Regions from separate parts of the Sus scrofa genome. Here region 2 is linked to region 1. A link is a contact called in public HiChIP or PLAC-seq data. All regions are on one chromosome and are shown on one strand. Each heading gives the region's core, a stretch centred on a gene start, on an enhancer-like site or on the middle of the called end of the contact. The rest is flanking DNA. Distances are from core to core; before and after follow the strand shown. Region 1 holds the start of INAFM2 (putative transmembrane protein INAFM2). Region 2 overlaps LOC110261466 (a long non-coding RNA gene).

The links. HiChIP or PLAC-seq counts read pairs in DNA pulled down with a chosen protein or histone mark.
Region 2: an H3K27ac HiChIP or PLAC-seq map of alveolar macrophages shows a contact between it and region 1. The contact joins the enhancer-like site here to the promoter of INAFM2 in region 1. A contact is called at or near these places in 1 of 5 promoter capture datasets (liver), 4 of 47 Hi-C or Micro-C datasets (alveolar macrophages, epiblast stem cells, heart right ventricle and 1 more) and 1 of 2 datasets of contacts at active chromatin or transcription factors (alveolar macrophages).

The regions. Positions count from the first base shown.
Region 1 is chr1:130,991,077-130,997,170 of Sscrofa11.1, forward strand. It overlaps INAFM2 (putative transmembrane protein INAFM2), which reads right to left and starts at 1,516. Exons shown (of 1, transcript XM_013985582.2): 1 at 1-1,516. The coding sequence starts at 1,279. The coding sequence ends at 818.
Region 2 is chr1:131,220,899-131,226,905 of Sscrofa11.1, forward strand. The region is part of intron 1 of LOC110261466 (a long non-coding RNA gene); the gene reads left to right. Among named protein-coding and RNA genes, the nearest start is that of SRP14, 18 kb to the right of the region's middle. Within about 2 kb of position 4,318, at least 23 of the 83 cell types and tissues checked have an H3K27ac peak or open chromatin away from gene starts, as enhancers often do. A contact at or near this core is called in alveolar macrophages, where this site is marked.

The DNA of each region.
Region 1 (6,094 bases), core at 266-2,765:
GGGTGGGAAGAAGATGGGATCCATACATTCCCCACCCTCTCTAGACTGCTTCTACTTCTTCAAAGGTTTCCACTGTCCTTTCCAAAAAGACTAAGAATGATTATACTCTTTTGTGTCATAAACCCATCTTTCTGAAATGGGGGGGGGGGAAGAGTGGGTAATGAAAAAAGTGTCTGTGCCCTTCTAGCTAGCTGCACTTTGGGGGCCAGCAAGTAGCCCTTGCTTAACCCCATCAGCCAGGAGTCTACCCAAGGTGTGGGAAGATACATGTAGTTCTATGCAATTATAGCTTCTAGTGCATATGTCAACAACTATATACAGGGATCTATAAATTAAATGCATCTGTGGCCACTGAAAACTAGGTTGACATACCTGAGCTCCACTACTTTTGGTGCCCTCCTCCTTGTGAGAGCTGCGGTTTATTAAAGAAGAGCCCATATAGCTCCCTCCTTCCCCTGAGTCTTGGGGGGAAAGCCCGAGTCACTCCTGTACGTAGGATACAGAAGAGCGAGCAGCGCAGAAGGGGTCGGTGCTGGGCTCTCCCCACCCCTCCCCCCATCCCCCTTAGGGCTCAGGGCCCTGGCGCGGCACGGTCCTGGGAAGACCAAACCCCGAACCCCCAGGAGAATCGTGGTCCCTTGGCTGAAGAGCAGGTTGCAGGCCCCTCGCCCCTGGGGCGAGCCGGCGATCATCAGGGGAAGGGAGGCGTTCACTCCCGTGGGGGTCACTCCTGCGGGCTCCCCACCCGGTCCTGCTGCAAAGTCCTGCCTCCGGGCTTGGTGAGGATGGTTTCCGGCCGCCCCTGGCTCGGAAGGGTTCAACGACTCCCAGGCGCCGCCGCTGCTTCCTCCTCGTCCTCCTCGGCCCCCCGCGGCTGTTCCAGAGGTCCGGCCAAGGGGCTGTCCGCAAAGGGCTCGGGAGGCACGGGCCGCACCGCCTGCAGCGGGGGCGCGTCGCGCGGCGCCTCGCGGCGGGACGACCCCGTGGTGTTGGGCCCCGCTGCGGCCGCCCCCGAAGTCCCGGACGGGCCGGTGGCGTTGGAGCCGCCGGGGGGCGGGCCGGCGGCTCCCCCTGAGGTCCCGGCGCCCACCGGCTGCCAGATGAGGCTGTAGTAGACGGCGAGCACGATGGCGGCCAGCGACACGGAGAGCACGTAGGCGAACACGGTGGCGAGCCGGACCCACTTCTTGTTGGTCTTGGCCGCCATCTTCGCCTTCTTGTCCCCGGTGTAGGTGGCCGGCTTGCCCCGCTCGGCCGGGGCCGAGTCGCGCTCCTTCATGGGGGGGCCCCGGCCTTTGCCCCGGTGCTCCACGGCCCCGGCTGGAGGGGGCCTGGCGGCCTGCGAGGACTGGGCAAGGGGCGGCCCGGCGCCCTCCGTTCCCGGCCGCTCCGCGCTCCGCCGCCGCCGCTCCTCAAGCCGACCGCCCGCAGCCCTCCACCGCGTCGCTGCAGCCGCCGCCGGGGCCTGGACCAGTCACCGCCGCCAGCGCCGCCGCCGCCGCCGGCCAGTCAGCTGCTTCCCCGCTGCCGCCACAGCCACAGCCGCCACAGCCGCCCGGCTCCGCGTCCCCATCCGCCGCCGCCGCCGCCGCTTGCCCGGCCGCCGGTCGCCCGGTCTCCAGTGGCCGCGCGGACAGCGCGCTCTGCTCCAGCCGAGCTCCCCCGCCTCGCGCGCCGGCAACAAGGGGCGGGGGAGAGCGCTGCTGGGGGCTGCCTCTTAAAAGGGCGACGCCGGGGTCCGGAAATGCCGCGCGGGGAGGAGGCGGGCTGCTGGCGGGGTCCGGGAGCCCCCGCCGGGACGCCCCGTTAAGAGAGAGTTAACGGAGGCTGGCTCTTAAAAGGGCAACGTTGCCGCAGCCCCGCGCGGGCAGGCGCGGCGAGGGTGGGAGCTCCGGGCTCTTCTTTAAAAGGGTAACAGCGTCGTTTGGGGCGGAGTGCGGAATTGGAAGGGGGGCGGGGAGGGGCGGTCGGAGCGCAGAGCTGTCAACTCTGGCACCTCCTTTCTGCTTCCCGACTGTCCGAAGTGACAGGTGGTATAAGCAGCAGCGCTTCCACTCCAGGCCTCAGTTTACACCCAGAAGTAGGAGTGATTTTACTTTGGTGTTCTCGGCTCGTGCCCCAGTACACGTAACCTCCCGCTGGGTTCTCTAGACCCTTTTACACCTGGAGAGCCTGGCCCATGTCTGGCTCAGCCAGTCAAGGAGCTTGGAGGTGCACTGCGGTTACCGCTGGTCGCGCCTTATCCCTGCCCCCAACCCCCGCCGGGGTCCCGCCTGGGCTTCAAGGCTCCCCAGACTCCCTATTCTCTTAGATCCCTGAGTGGGCTGCCCAGAACTTTCGGAGCTTTCGGGACAGTACACGTGCTGAGCTGGTTCTCCAGACTCGCCTCCCACCTTAGCCCTGAAGTTTGCAACAGGTCCCAGGTCCTGCTTTGAGGGTTTTCCGCCTCCCGGATTTGGGTTTGACTTGAACTCTAGAGGCCGCACTCAACCGGTGGAGCGGCTCCCAGGGCTTTTCCCTTCTCTGATCCTCTTGGGGTCTCAGAGCCTGAAGGGGGCTGTTCCTCTACCACCCTTCCCATGTGAGGCTTGTCATCCTTCAGACCCCTCTCCAAGCTGGGAAAGCTCGGTAGCCGCTTACTTTCCCCTTCCTTCACCCCTCCTCTTCTCCCTCCACATTCAGTCCTCTCCTCCCCTCCACATTTCTTCAGCTCTCTCCTTCTCCCCTTACCTGTGTATGAGGTTTTTTAGAATTTCTGGCTCCCTCCCTCTTGAGTTCTACTTCCTGTGTTCCCAGAGCTGGGTGTGTGGACTGCCTGGGTATCTCAATGGGTGTTGGAGATTGTGAGTGGTGGTGTGGGGAGAACTGGGGTTGGAGGTTCTGTGAGTGAACCACCCCTCCTGACTCCTGGCTTCAGACACTGCGGGGCTGGACCATCTCTGACTTTTCCATTTCTCTTCCTGCTCCATAAGAACCCTTAGCTTCCAGACACCATGCCCTCTTATGAAGAAGCTCCACCCCAACACTGCTGCCCTGCCACCTCAACTGCATACAAGTCAAATGGCTACCAGAGCTTAGTGTGCTGATCAGCTGCTGGAACTGCAGGTCCACAGCGCAGACCCTGACTCCTGAGGCCTGGATGCAAGTCTGCCACTAGCAAAGGCTAACAGGATGCTCATTTCCAGGAACAGCCTGACTTTTACTTTCTGGGAAATTTCAAAGACATTAAAAGTTTAGAATGTTTATTGTCTTCTGCAGGCTGAGGAGGAAAATATAACTACTCCTTCCCCATCCTGCTCCCAGGGTGGCCAGAGCCCTTCTAGCCGGGTGGCCTGTTAGGTCGAAAATTCTGAATTGTCTCTGGATGTTGAACTCTCTTCTCTCCCTTACTCTCTGGCCTTCCTGACAGAACCGATTGTACCAGCCTTACCAAAGTGAATTATTCTTCAAGATTCCAGGTGAGGCCAACCTAAAGCCTCCTCCCATCCACTTCCTTGAATGTACTCTGAATTTCTCCTGTTGCAAAGTAAATTTTTTTCTTCCTGATTGGTTCACAGTGGAGCAAGAAAACAGCATGTCACTTCTTCCCATACTGAAGAATAAATATACCTGAAACCCCTATTTAATTCCTCTCATCCTATTCTTCTCCACTAAACAGTGCCAGATTCTTTAACCTCTCATCAATGAGTCCTATTTATTATCTGGATTTACATAGTGTCTTTTACCCTAGGAACTCAAAATGCTCTCAGATATAATAGAGCCCGATCTCCCTGGTGCCTGAGCCATTAAGGAATCATTAGCATATTCCTGCCGCAGACAATTAAATGGCCCCCTAGTGGCCTGAAAGTGAATATGCCTCTAAATGCCTCTTCTGGATTAAGGGTTGTGGCCTGAAAGTGAATATGCCTCTAAATGCCTCTTCTGGATTAAGGGTGGACAGTCAGAGCAGAGAATCAAGGCATCTTGGGGACAGAATGGGTCCTGAAGTTTCTCTTTTATAAATACCCTCATGGACCCTAGAACTTCCCTCACAGCATTCCTATGATGCTAGTGCTCTCCAGCATCATCTAAAAGGCCATCCGTGTTGGTGCACCTTGCTATCTGTTCCCTAAGGCAGCCTTTTCAGGCTTTGGAAAGTTCTGAGCAATTACAACTGCAGCAACATTCACACCTTTATTATGTGCTAGGCACCATAAGCACTTATATTTCTTGTCTCATTTGTCTCACAACAATCTATCAGGTAGTCATTTTTTATCTTCATTTTAGAGATGAAGAAATTGCCTCAAAAAAGTTCACTAACTACAGAGTTCCTGTTGTGGCTCAGTGGAAGCGAATCTGACTAGTACCCATGAAGATGCGAGTTCGATCCCTGGCCTCACTCAGTGGGTTAAGGATCTGGCATCGACACGAGGTGTGATGTATGTCACAGACATGCCTCGGATCCCGCATTGCTGAGGCTGTCACTGTGATGTAGGCTGGCAGCTACAGCTCCAATTCAATCCCTAGCTTGGGAACTTCTATATGCTGTGGGTGCAGCCCTAAAGAGATAAAGAAAAAAAAATATATATATATATATAGATTCATTGAATTATATAGATCTTTCAAATAGTGATACTTTCATTACACAATAATAAAAATCACACTTGTTAATATCATCAGAAAAAGTTTTAGGTCTTGGGAATCTCATGATAGTATGTACAATTTTTCTAAGATCCTAATTTTCGTTTGAAAGCTCTAATTGTCGAGACTGAAAGATCAGGAGGCTGACGGCAGTTGCTCCAATAAAAGTCACAATACCTTGTCTGGTTTCCAGACCTGAATCAATTTTCAGATCCAGAACCCTGGCAACAAATTCTATCAGTTGTTTTCCTCAAAGTTACAGGCTTGCTGAGAAGTTGCAAAAACATCTGCCAGATAACCAAGTCTGAATAAACATAGTTTATCTGTCAGTTATTTTTTCAAGTGAAAATGGTATTCCAGGGAGTTCCCATTGTGGCGCAGTGGAATCGAATCCAACTAGTGTCCATGAGGATGTGGTTTCAATCCCTGACCTCGCTCAATGGGTCAGGGATCCAGCAACATGAGCTGTGGTGTAGGTCACAGACTCAGCTCAGATCCTAAGTTGCTGTGGCTGTGGTGCAGGCCAGCAGCTGTAGCTCCGATTCAACCCCTAGCCTGGGAACTTCTATATGCAGCAAGTTCGGCCCTAAGAAAAAAAAAAAAAGAAAAAAGAAAGAAAGAAAATGGTGTTCTATGAAAAAAGTGGCTAGTTTAGTTCATAGCTTAATCACATACGTGCTTTTCCTTGAAAGAACCATTACATTTCTGTGTGTAGGTGAACAGTTGTGTACCATGGCCTAAGTTTGTTAAGGTGCCAGGAATCTTATCCAACATTGCTTTTGCACTATCAGTGCAAATGTCAACACAGTTAAAAGCTAAATAATAGTATTATTTAGTATCATTATGCAAAGATTTTGACTTTTGTGAAATACCTGAAATGATCTCAGTCACCCCCAGGGATGTTCAGACCACATACAGAATTGCTGAGAAACCGAGAATGAAAGATCAGGAGGCTGATGGCAGTTGCTCCAATAAAAGTCACAATACCTTGTCTGGTTTCCAGACCTGAATCGATTTTCAGATCCAGAACCCTTTCACTGAAAGAGAGGTTGGGTTCACAGAAGGAAGGCTTCTGTAATACTGCGGTAATAGAGTAAGGATTTCACTATTTCGTCCCCAAAGGGACCTACTGTACACTTCCCTGACTGTTTGCGTGGGTAATTGTACAGCTGAGAAAGTGGAGCAGCCAAACATTTTAAGGTCATGCAGTGTCTGAGTGGACACTGATAGCTGGAGACTTGATCATCATCATGGCTCCCTAGTCGAGTGGCCCTACACAAAACTATGTACAGTTTCAAGAATGACTTGGTGGAGGAGTTCCTGTCGTGGCTCAGGGGTTAATGAACCTGACTATGATCCATGAGGACTTGGGTTTAATCCTCGGCCTTGGTCGATGGGTTAAGGACCCGGCGTTGCTGTAGCTGTGGTGTAAGCTACAGATGCGGCTAGGATCCTGCGTTGCTGTGGCTCTGGC
Region 2 (6,007 bases), core at 3,068-5,567, 230 kb after region 1:
CCTGAAACATCATTTCCTTTGAAGGCATCAGAAAATCCATCTTCTCTAGGTGACTTTCACAGGAGTGGTAGATACTGCCATCACACCAAGTCAGCCACCACCCCTTGGAGTTGTAGAAATCGACCATACTCTAGGCCATTCTACTCATTCGCAGAATATTCTAGTGCCTGGCTCACGTTCTTCCTCTCTGCCACCCCATTATCATTATTTTTTGAGACCTTGGCATTCATTCTTGCATTAAAGTATTTTGAGCCCTAATTATGTGCCAGGTGTTATTCTTAAGAATTGAGGATATAGGAGTAAACCAGAAGAAAAAAATTCCCAGCCCTCAAGGTTCTTAGGTTCCCATGGGAGCAAGGGTAATTAACAAATAAGTCAGTACTGGATACAATAATGTTAGGGATGCTATGAAAAAGAAGAAGGTGGGTGAAGGAGTAGTGGCGGAGCATGAGGAGCTCTCTTAGACACAGTGGGCAGGGAAGGACCTCTAGGTAGAAGACCCACCCCACGCTCACCACTGGTGGTCTTTGACCTCCTCTCCATCCAGTCTTCTTCCCACTTCTGCCACCCATTCCCATGGTCATAGCCTATAATTTGACACTTTTGAACCCCCTCCTCTGACCACCACTTTCTGTTTTTAGCTCATTTACTCTATCACCACCATTTTATTCTTTGTCCCCTTGGGGACTGCCAATCCACTGGACCCACTCTCTTTCACCATCTATCAGTCCCTTGATCTCCTATTGAGATCCTTCTCCAAATTAAGCTTGTGGTCTGTGACAATAATTGACCTTTTGCACAGGCCCTCTACTTTTGTGGCTCTTTCCCTTCAGTTGGACTCTCCTGACACATGTTGACCTTGTTTAACCCCCACGCCCTTCCTACTCTGCACCTGCGCTGAGTAGCTGAACATCATGGGAAAAAATTCACAGCCACACTGACTAGCCACACTTTACATTTCTGACCACAAACCTCAAATGGGCACTAGCTTGCCCAGGAATCCTGCTGTTTCTCTACTAGATTCACTTCCCCACTTTCCGGATATGTTTCACACCTCCTCTCTTCTCCAACCCTCAGCATCTCCCCTTTGTTTCCCTGCTGTCAGCTAATGACCTTTGCTGCTTATGTCCCTGGGAAAATCCATGCAATTGTATGAAAAGTACTTGTCTTCTCACCAGCAGCTCTTCCCAGGTGCCTGCAATTGCACCCTAGTCCCCACCTTCCTTTCTTACAGTGGATGGCATCCCCCTCCAATTCCTGGTCAGCCCCTCTGCTTGTGCATCAAATTCCAGCTCCTTCACTCACTCCAGGACTTTGTCCCAAATCATCCTTTCCCTTCCTGCACTATCCAGCTGCTCCTCTCCACCAGATTGTTCCCTTCAGCAGATAAACATGCTGTCATCTCTCTCATCCTAAAAAGCAAACCCTCCTTTGAACCTACCCCATCGCCGGCTTCTGTCCCATTCCCTCCTAACCCACTCCAGCCAAGTATTTGTCTTTGCCACTCCACTTGAAACTACACTTGTTCAAGTCGCCAATGACCTCCTTGTTGGCACATCCAGAAGTGTTTCCTGTCATCTTATTCAACCTCTCAGCAGCATTTGCATAGAGAGAAATCACTCTTCCTTGACACACAGCCTCCATTTGGAGTCCAGGACCCCACACTCCTCTGGTTTCCTCCTACCTCGGCAGTAGCTCTTTCTTGAGCTCCTTCACTGGCTTCTCCTCATCTTGACCTCTGAATAGTAACATGGGGATGACTTTCCTATTTACAGTCTCTGCCTACTTAGATCCTGTCATGGTTGTGACTTTCAGTGCCATCCAGAGGTTGGAATATTTGAGAGGCAATGGGAACAGAGTAGAGAACAAAACAGCAGCTCCACCTCTGGAGCCCCTGCCTGGGTGTGAACCCCTGCTTCACCCCATGGGCTGTGAGACCTTGTGGTTAAAGAATCCTCTGGGAGTTCCCATAGTGGCACAGCGGTAACGAGAACCCGATTAGTATCCACGAGGACATGAATTTCATCCCTGGCCCTGCTCAGTGCGTTATGGATCTGGCGATGCCATGAGATATGGTGTAGGTCGCAGATGCCACTCAGATCTGGTGTGGTATAGGCTGGCAGCTGCAGCTCCAATTTGACCCCTGGCCTAGGACCCTCCATATGCTGTAAGTGCGCCCCCCCCCCAAAAAAATAGGCAAAACAAAAACAAAAAGAAGGCTTGGAGAGCCATGCACTGGCCACTGTCAGCTGCATTTGTGTGACCCTGGTCTAGGCCTGTGCAAAACTGGTCACCACAGCAGCCTCTGGAACCAGAGGTGAGGCCGAGGGGGTCTGAGGTGGTGCACAAGATGTGCCCAATATAGACAGGGATAATTGTAGAACTCTCCTCAAAGGACTGCTGGCCCTTAGCATGTGGCCATTGATATGATGGTGACTCTGATCCTCACATCTCCCCTGCCTAGAGGATACCTCAGAGGCCCGTCATGTTCAAAACAGAGTTCTGATTCTCTGCCCCTCCCCCAACCCAACTCCTCCTCCAGTCTTCCCCACTGTAGTTCAATGGCCTGGATTCATCTCTTTCCCCCACCCCTCACATCCAATCCATTATCAAACTCCCGCTTCTAAATATACCCCAGTCTGACCTCCTCATAAACTTCTATCACAAAGAGACCCGTCCAGGCCAAGTCCACATCCCCCCTGGCCTGGCCCATGACAGTAGCCTCTCAGCTGTCTCCAGCCTCTCCTCTTCCTTACAGTTGATGCTCCCACAGCAGACCAGGTGATAATGTTACTCCCTGATTAAAGCAGCCCTCCAATAACGTCCTGGTATCACTTTTTTCTTTTATTGAAATATATTTGATTTATAGGTATACAGCAAAATGATTCAGATATATATATATCATAATATATATAATGATTATATAATTTATATGTAATATAAAGATTATTATATATAATATGTATATTATATATACATATAAAAATATATGGACTTTTCAGATTCTTTTCTCTGATAGCTTATTAGAGAATATTGCGTATAGTTCCCTATAGGTCCTTGTTGGTTATCTATTTTATAATAGTAGTATGTTATTTTTAAAATAATAGCTTTATTGGGATAAAATTCACATACCATTTAATTCATTCATTTAGAGGATAAAGTTTATGAAGTTTCCTATGGTCTAATGTTTAGGATTCAGCACTTTTACCACTTCCACCCAGGTTCAATCCCTGGTCTAGGAATTGAGATCCCACATCAAGCGGCTGCACGGCAGCCAAAAAAACAAAAATAAATCAATAGCCCTGTGTAGGCAGGATCACCTTGGGCCTCCTCATCTAGGCCCCTCTTCTCAGGAATTCATAGTTCCTTCATGGGGCGTTGCCTCCATACACCTGAGGGCACACAGTAATCAGTGGTGACGCTCAGCCAGAGCTCTGTGCCTGTGGCCACGTGGCACCGCTGCAAACGGGCCAAGCCCAAGTCTGGAGTTCACAGTGGACTCCTGGCACTGGCATCAGCCAGGGTGGTTGGCATCAGCTCTGCCCTCTTAGGGGTGTCAGGTTACTCAGGAGCCTAGACACTGAAGCTTGTCTGGTGCCCACCCAGCCCACACCCTCACCTCCTCCAGGCCTGGCTGCCCCCCTGCAGCTGTCCTCATCCTGAGCAAGAGGGGAGACCAAATCTGTGGCTTTTGCAGGGCCCTTTCTGTGCCTCCTCCCCACATCTGACTCAGGGCTTTCTGTAGAGGGGTAGCTCTGTTTCCTTTCAAGCCTCCTTTGCCAAGTCACCCTCCCTTTTCTTATCCTGGGTGGGGGGAGTTGGCTCTGAGGGGGAGCTGGGCTTTTTCTGCAAAGTGGAGGCCACCAAAGCCCCAAGCTGCAGGCCATAAGGCCTCCCAGGGAAAGTGTTGAATTGGAGCAATTTGCCTGGGGTTGGAAGTGAGATAAGCCAGAGCACTGGGCCCTGTCACCGCCTGTGCCTGTCAGACCCGGCCTTCCCATCCCTCTGTCTCCCAAGCCTCTGGACCCAAGTGAACATCCTTTGGCAGGTCTTGGGGCGGAACACTTCGTGTGGCACCAGCCAGATGGCCCCCTGGGATTTGGGTGCATGCCCAGTGGCCAGGGGGGGCAGCGGCAGTGGGCAGGCTGCTAGTGATGGGCTGAGCCTCTGGATGCCCCCTCCCCGCCCATCCTAGGGAAATGTCTCAGCAAGAAAGCTCCCACGTTTTTTGCTTCATTGCTTCAGAGTGAGTAGTGTTCTGAGGTGGTCCTTGAACACATTTGTCTGGCCCAGAGGGCAGCTGGGTATCTGCCCAGGCTCTGTGGCAATGTGCCCTTTGCTTGGCTAGACAGAGAACAGAGCCTGCCAGAGTCTAGCATCGTGGGTTCAAGGCTGTCTTGACCAGCAGAGGCCTGGCTCTGCCAAATCTCACTTCCTCTTGTTCCTTCCTGTCCTTCCCACTCACCTCTCACTCTCAACCCGCCCTCTACCTCAGGGATGCAGTCAGTAAAGAGGCCATCAGCTTCTTCCAGAAGTCAGTGGAGTGGAGCCAGGGAAGGGCTGAGAGGCCCTGTGGAGAGGGTCTGTGGTCACCTCCCAAATGGAGTCTCTGCCTTCAGCTTTAGCGGGTAGAAGTTAATGAGGTCAGCCAGAGCGCTCTCTGTGGCAGGACCAGGTCAGAGGGCTGCAAGACCCTCCCACGCCACCCCCAGCAGCTGGACCAAGGCTGAGACGCCTCTCCCAGGGGCCTCAGGCCTGGGGCCTCTCAGGTTCCCTGGGAGGGAGGGGGCTGCTGCAGAGCCAGCTGCAGCTGTGGGAAACCACACACCGCAGCCTGCAGGTGCAAGGGGCCTGGGGGAAGGGGAGAGGATTAATTAACCATTTCTTGGGAGCGGGCTCTCTCCATTCTTTCCATTCCCAGACTGTGGCTTCCATAAGATGCTGGGTAGCACACTCAGCAGTGTAGGGTGTATCCATGACCAAAGAAAAGATCAAGGGTTTGTGATCCAGGGAGGCAGAAGACAAGGTCTCCCCCACCCCCACCAGAAGCCCTGCAGGGAGAGGCTAGGGGACTGTCACTGACTCTTGGCCAGCTTTGGAGGTCACTAAGAATCCTTGGGCAGTCCTGTCCCTTTTCAGGTCTGGTTACCCATTCCCTGGAGCAATTCTATGTCATGGGACCCTGCCTAGGGGAAGTGCATGGGACCCTCATCCTCAGGGCTGGCACCCGGTCTGCTCACTAAGGACCCTCAAAGGGTCCCTCAGGGAGCAGCAGGCCAGGCCTCAGAGGAGGGGCTGGTGGCTGTGCAGGCTTGCTCCGACTCAGCTTGGAGCCTCGGGTGGTAACTATCAATGTCGAGTAAATCAGGGCTTGGACGCTAAACCAGGGCTGCTCTAGGTTTCCAGGGGCTGGAAGCCATTCATGGGAGAACTTTCACACAGTCCCTGGAAAGGCTCCTTTCAGCTAGAACCTACCCCCAGAGCTTATCGTGGTGCTTCCAGCTGCCCATCTACCTGCCTGCCTGCCCAGGGTGGTCTGACTTCTCTACCTGCCAGTACCCCCAGCCCTCAGTGCAGCACCCACCGAGAGCCGTCTCCTGGCTGGAGGTGCAGGACCCTATGGGAGAGGCTAGTCTTGCCTGTGCCTTAGTTCCTGCTTCTTATTCTTCCCAGGATAATGCATAACTCACCCCTGGATTCTCTTGATCTTTCCTAAATGTGAGAAAGGTGACGTTTGCTAGGAGAAACTGAGTTTATTCTGTACACATGCCTGAGAGCCCACTGCTTGGCCAGCTGTACTAGTTTGGAAAGTAGAGACATTCTCACCCTGGGGGAGCTCATAGTCTGGCGGGATAAACATTCACACTCTATGCAGAGAGAGAGAGAGATCTCTTCAAGGGAAGGCACTAAGTTCTACAGGGACAGAAGAGGGGCTGATGATAATAGATGTCTGTAGAGACCTCACAAATGATATACAAAATGTTACACACAGGGCTGGCTATTTCAA